Linked DNA regions of Mus musculus: region 1 is linked to region 2. The links are chromatin contacts, called in public Hi-C maps. All regions are on one chromosome and are shown on one strand. Each heading gives the region's core, a stretch centred on a gene start, on an enhancer-like site or on the middle of the called end of the contact. The rest is flanking DNA. Distances are from core to core; before and after follow the strand shown. Region 1 overlaps Gm40681 (a long non-coding RNA gene). Region 2 has its middle 5.3 kb from the start of Gm51825.

Region 1 (3,331 bases), core at 805-3,304, 270 kb before region 2:
TCTTGACTGCAGTCTCGTGAGACACCTTGATTCAGGGACACCCAAGGAAGCTGGACCAAGATGATCTGTCCAGCGAAGCCATTGGAGAATAACTCCCTTGAGAAACCAATACCTACATATGGACCTTTCTTATCCTCTCCATGAGTGTCCCTCTATTGACTCGTATGTAAAAGATCTATATTCAAAACGTGTCTAAATAAATTTTGATTCTGCTTGAAAGGAAATCCGTGGGAGAACGAATTGTGTGTTGCTTGAAGAACTGAGCTTGTGAATGACGTTATGAAGCAAGATGGAACTTGCTTCCCCTAGTCAGACTTTGAGTCCTTCCAGAGCAGAGCTATGCCTTCTTCCCTACATGTGGCAACATCTGGCTGGGTGGCTGCCACAGAGTTAATATTCTAGACCAAGAAGGCTTCCATTTAAGAAATGTTTATATGAACTCAGGTACATGGGCATAGAAAATGGGCATGATAATCAGAATTTATTTACTAACTAAATAAGCAATTTAATTTAAAACTGTTATTTGATACATATAGAATTTTGCCACTCATTAAACATGAAAGCAAATTTGCATACCAACTTGGTGAACATGTATGTCTATTTTTACATAAAGGACTAAATCTTGGCTGAATGTCTGATACCGCAGAGTATTTCTATAGAGCATCTTCAGTGTTTTTCAGAGTTCATAGGTCATTTGACTTCATAATCTTCAATGCTGAGAATACCACCCCGCATAAATTCATACTACAAAAGTGGCAGACATATGATCAGGGTCCTTTCAGACATTGTTTTCAATTGTACCCTAATCTCAAGCCAAAATTCATTGAAAACTTGTTTTCACAAAACTAAAGCCAGCCAGCAACTTAGAACAGTAGTTTTTTCTTTTTTTTCTGAATTAAATGTTATCACATAATACAACTCAAAGACAAGCTGATTTGATACATTCTAAGTTATGCTGGTGGGAAAATATTAAGGTTGGTTTATTTGTTTGTTTGGCCAGGAAATGTTACTATAAGAATAGAAAATGATATGCACATTAAAACAGCAGAGTGGACTTGAACCTGAGCTGAGATATTCTGTGCAGTGTTCCTTAATGTGTCCCGGGAGCCGTGCTGGGAGCAGGGCTCTGAACCGTGTGCTGTGGCGAAATCATGTGACGCACCTTGGTTTGCTTGTGGGTTTGATACGGAATTAATTTTCGGTTGTCAGTGAGTTCAGAAACCCTTCCCTTTTACGGTTTCCTTGGCTTTTCGTGACCTCCGTGTTTAGTGATTTGATCTATAGTGTAAGGAGCTGTGTTCTAGGACTTGGAAGGAGGAGGCATGACGGGACCCACATCTCTTATAACAAACCCGATTCTCTGTGTGATGTGGAGTCCAGTTCATTTTGCACTGTGCCTGGCAGAGAGTTTGACTGGATTTAATTACCATGACCTCAAGGGTCTCAGAAAGAAGCTCCCTTCTCCTGAGCCCATGGAAGGTTTTTGGTGACATAAGAATTATGAAGATGACAACTTAATACATCCGACTGGCTAAGGAACAGAGATGACTAACTTGGACCCATGAACCCCCCCCCCTTTTTTAAGAGGTGAGGATATCACCAGGGGTCACAAGCAAAATGCGATCCTGCACCCCTCCCCTGCCCCAAGAGAGGATTTATTACTTTTTACTGGAACTCCAAGAAGATCATAATAAAAGGGGGGAGGGGGACGGGGAAGAAAAAGGAGAGGGAGAAACAGGAAAGGAAGAGGGGGAGGGGTGGAAGAGGGGGAGAGAGAAAGGAGAGATACTGAAATTGGAATTGAAGATCTTCAATCTGGAGAAGATGGGGGTGGGGGTGGGAGGCGTTCCAGCTGAGTGGGGCCTTGCAAATTCAACTTCCCCTGGCACCATTTCCTGCTACGACTGAAAAGTCTAGAAACTACACTAAGGGATTTTTTTTCCTTCTCTTTTTGTTACTTTAAAAGCAAAATGGAGTTTATTACATGTTGATTATGTTAAATTAGCCACTGCCTGTCCTCCACCCCCATCCCTTCCCCCAAGGGATGTTGAGCAACATCCTGAGGAGGAGAGGCTGGGTGTGGACCTGGGCTGTGTCTGGCCTTCTGCTGTATGTAGTAGGTGAGGCTCGATTTCTGTGACCCCCATCCTCCAAACACATCTCCCCCTTCAGGATCCAGCCTGTGACTGTTAATCCTGCCCAGCTTCATCCTCACCAAAGGGCCAATTAAAAACAGAGGCGGCTGCTGCCTATGAGTGCCGTCAAGTCAGAAATATGTGGGAGCTGTGGAAAGCTCTTCAGGATCCAAAGGGTTGAAGCCGTGATGGTTGAACGATTGTCTGAGGAACTTACATTCCAAGTCACCAGAGGCTCCAATCACACCACAAAAGTGCCAGCATATGTGTGTGCATGCTAGCAGGCTCCACAACAATGGAACATGATTGAGAATCTTGCTATTATTATTATTATTATTATTATTATTATTATTGTCAAGTTTGGACTAGTGTTTTCTCTATATGGAGAAGTTGAATGAGGATTTTAAAACCTGATGAGGAATAGATTTGGATTCTATAGTCAAATTAAATGCCAACAATCAACAGAAAAATCTTAATAGAAACAGACAGTTGTGAACTCCTTCTCGTGAAGATGCTCAATTAAAAAGGCTGTTATGCCAAAGTGTGTGTGTGCACACGTATATTTCTCTGTGTGTGGGGTATGTGCGTGTGTATTTCTGTCTCTATGTGTGTGTGTTTCTGTGTGTGTATATGTGCATGCATGATATATATATATATATATATATATATATATATATATATATATGTACACACATATGTATATGTATGTGTATGTGTATGTGTATGTGTATGTGTATGTGTATGTGTATGTGTATATGTGTGTCTGTGTGTTTGTGTGTCTGTGTGTTGCCTGTCTGTCTTTCTGTGTGTGTATGTGTTCAAAAATACTTAACCAAGAGTTAGCCCTTCCTACCTGTTAGGTAATGAGGCATTAGCATTAAAGCAAGGCATGCACACTTCCTGAATTTGCAAGTGTGTGCTATAGCCTCAGGTAGCATGGTGTCTGGTTATCTATAATACACTGAGAAATGGCATTTACAGCAAGCTACTGAATCTGTACCTAATAAATCATTATCTAATCAACGTCTATCCATTCTGTGGGCCAGAGAAAAAGAGGTCTGAAGGCTGTGTTGGTTACAGAGTGACTTAAACAATCCTGAAGACTGTTTAGTGCTGGCCATGTTCTGTGTACCTTGGGCGTCTCTGCCACTCACTGCTATAGTCAAGGCATTGGTGTTACAGACTGTGTCCATCTT
Region 2 (3,418 bases), core at 694-3,193:
TCTCAACCTTCCCAATGCTGCGACCGTTTAATATAGCTCCCCATGCTGTGGTGACCCCCCTCAACCATAAAATTAATTCTATTGCTACTTCATAACTGAGATGTTTCTACTGTTGTGAAATCAGAACGTCAATAGCTGATATTTCTGATAGTCTTAGACAATCCCTGGGAAAGGGTCCAGGAACTCCCAAAGGGATCACGACCCACAGGTTGAGAATCCACTGTCTTAGAGGTAGATGTATACACTCTATCTGTGACCTTGGTACTAAAGTATTTAGCCTGTAGCAGATATACACAAGACCTTGGCATTGATAATAGTTACATAAAGTTATGTTTCCTAAACTTGACATCTCCCTGACACCTTTGTGCTTTGTGTTCTAGGTGAGTATTCGGTCGCTACACAGGTATGCTTGCTGCTTTCCTTTGAGGCTGTCCTTTGCAATAATGTCTCTAAGATCACAGATATGGAAGTAGCTTATGACTTTCCTAGTTAAAAAAAAAAAAACCGGTGCTCATCCAGGCCCCAGGTTCCTCTCGGAATAGTGATTATACTTTATTCTCGAAACTGCCAGGGAAGTACATGGATTCTATAATGTAGGTCTTCTGGGGAGAGGGGTGGTTCCCTGTTCTCTTACCCGTAGTGTCTTCCTAAAGTAGAATATCTATCCTGATGCCTAAATGCTTCTGTGTATTAACTATCTACTTAATGGAGGACTCATTATTATCTGAGAAAAGGGGAGATGATTTTATCGCCATCCAGAATATCACACTAAGGTGGGCTGTACATGGGGAATGTATTTTGGTCATGTTGGTTAACTGGAGGTAGATTTCCTCAATCCCTAATTTGCCTCCCTTCCTTGTGCACCCATGCCCTGTGTCTGCCCCATATCTGGGTAGTCAACCTAGGAAATGACTCATAGAGCTCTGTGGAAAGGCAGATGAAGTGAGCAAGCAGATAGTCACAAACTGAAAATGCTAATACATTTATTCAGTAAGGATACAGGAAAAGACACCACCTAGCAAATGTAGATCTAAATTGAGTAGCATGTGTTGTTCTAACTTTTTGAAATAAGAGCAATTAATAAGAACAATTAATAAGACAGCAATGCCCACTAAGAGCCAGGCTGCACTGAAACTGATAATTTCATTCTTTGAATGTGGCAGTGTGTGACCATGAACGGCAAATATTTTTTTTTCCAAATTTTGCACAATTTGGCGAAAGAAATTAAGAACTGCAGCATGACTTCCATCCAGTGGTAAGTCTGCCTCCAGAGATTCCATCCATGCAAATAACCCTAGGCCTAGCAAATACTCCATGCCTCAAAATATTTGCTACAGTCTTCCTTACAAGTCACAAGACCTCCAGGGACCAATGAGGGCATTCAGTGAACACAGTAGACTAATGTCATTTCCAAGGGAAAATTCCCAGATCTGGGGCTGACCCTGGAAATGAAGATATCGGAAGGGAGGCCTATTAGGGCTTGAAGAAACCTACCACCCGTTTCCAGCGTGACAAAAGTAATTCCCCATTCCACAGGAAGATGCCATATGGCATAGCAAAACATTTTAGGAAGAGTAGGGCATGAAACTTGATGATTATAGTAAGGATGCAAAACTCTGTGCATGCATGAATAAGAAGATTGGTTCTCAAGGAAGCACCTCACTCTGGCAAAATAGTACAGCTTCCTGGCAGAGAGCGTGAACTCTCGTATCAGATCGCCACATCTGCAGTTCCACTGTGCCATGAACTTCCGATCTGAAGGTGAGGTGCTTCATTTCTTTGCGACTCTCTTTTCCTCATCTGTAAAATACACCAGCTGTCTCACCGTGCTGTTGTGAGGTTTACAGAGAAGTTTATGTAAAACAGTTGGCATAGGGCTGGCACAGAGTGTTGCTGACTACGTCATGACTCATCCTGCCCAGATCTGTCAATCATTGACTGTGTGCAGCCACCTCATGGGAAAGGAAGTCATGGAAGTGCTTCATCTCTTTAGTTCTCTGTAGCAGGTATACCAGGTTCTTGTGTGGAGGGCAGACCATAGTCCTGCTTGGCTAGCCAGGCTATCATGTCTCATCCAGGCTATCCTTGGCACCTACTAATCACTTTCCCTAGTTTTTCTCCTCCTATCTGTCCCAAACTAAGGATTTGGTCATGTCACACAACCTGGTTTTGGCATCATCATCAGATTCCACAACTTAGGAGATTAAGCCTACGGTCTTTAAGGGTTTTCAAGATCCAGCCCCAGACACTTAGGATGGCTCAGTGGATAAAGGTGCTTGCTGCCAACCCTGACAACCTGAGTGGCTTCTGGTACCTACATTATATCCAGGAAGCAGAAGAGCAACAACTGTAAGTTGTCCTCTGACCTTCACACTTGCAATGGTATGCACTCACCTACACACATGCGCACATACACAAATAGATAAATATAATAAAAATTCGTGCCAAAGTGTGTAGGCTGGACTTGCCATACAGTGTCATTAAAGGCCATTTTCCTTCTTTGCTTTCGCTGTTGCCAATGCTCTACCATCTCAGACCCCCAACAGAACAGTCCATCAAAATCCCTAGCTTCCATCCAGCATAACACGGCTCTACTTTCTAATTCCAGCCTCCTCTGCAGCAGTGACTTGTGGACTCTACAGTGGAGGAGGCTGGTTGAGAAGCCTGGAGTCTGGGAACCAGCTCCTATACTAAGCATTCCCCACAGCTACATGTCTGGTAGATCTCTACTCCATCCCGATAGATGCTTCCACGGAAACGTTATGATAGGTATCAGCTTCCTGCTTCTTTGAGAAAAACTAATCTCCACATCTTAACCAGTCTACAACTCACATAATAGCAGACCCTTAGAAGACACTTACAGATGTCTCCGAGGCCTGTTCAGTAATTCATTCATCAACCCGGATCCCAGTGATCCCGCCCTGCCAAGCTCATCTGCATTCACTCATTGAGAGTGACTCTGGCCTGACCCTTGTTCTTCTGGATGACTTCCAAGTCCATGTAAACCCTATACACTTTTCTCACGAGGGCAGAACTGGGATGCTTGGGAGAAAGGAACCGAAGGATCCCTCCAGGTTTAATTTGGGAACAGTGTGTAGACTTGGATCTGAAAAGGATGGCTAGCCTTGGAGAGCCAGCCCCATTACAGACAGGTAAATGGGTCCAGACCTGAAAGACTCACTGAGTTTCGGTTTAAAGAATGGAATACCCAACATGCTTGGAAACCAATGTGTCAAAGTTACAGTTTCAACTCCACTAGCACATCTTGTAACCTCTTTGTGTATCAGTTTCCTCCTCTGTAATGTGAGGGCAGTAACTGAATCCAACTCGGTGAACTGTTATGAAGAGCAAATGAATTAAAATGCACACAGTCTTTGCAGCAATGTATGGTGCACGGGAGCTAGACAATAAGTGGTAC

Evidence for each region. A called contact is a pair of places that touch in the nucleus more often than the background predicts.
Region 1: a contact with region 2 is called in a Hi-C map of bone marrow-derived macrophages, with 30 read pairs. The contact joins two enhancer-like sites. A contact is called at or near these places in 2 of 15 datasets of contacts at CTCF or cohesin (the NIH/3T3 cell line and large pre-B cells), 2 of 484 Hi-C or Micro-C datasets (bone marrow-derived macrophages and nephron progenitors) and 4 of 115 datasets of contacts at active chromatin or transcription factors (SST interneurons, embryonic stem cells and pancreatic cancer cells).

Annotation. Positions count from the first base shown.
Region 1 is chr10:67,759,349-67,762,679 of GRCm38.p6, reverse strand. All of the region lies in intron 1 of Gm40681 (a long non-coding RNA gene), which reads left to right. Among named protein-coding and RNA genes, the nearest start is that of Gm40681, 17 kb to the left of the region's middle. Within about 2 kb of position 2,054, at least 38 of the 459 cell types and tissues checked have an H3K27ac peak or open chromatin away from gene starts, as enhancers often do. A contact at or near this core is called in bone marrow-derived macrophages, where this site is marked.
Region 2 is chr10:67,486,141-67,489,558 of GRCm38.p6, reverse strand. No RefSeq gene overlaps it. Among named protein-coding and RNA genes, the nearest start is that of Gm51825, 5.3 kb to the right of the region's middle. Within about 2 kb of position 1,943, at least 50 of the 459 cell types and tissues checked have an H3K27ac peak or open chromatin away from gene starts, as enhancers often do. A contact at or near this core is called in bone marrow-derived macrophages, where this site is marked.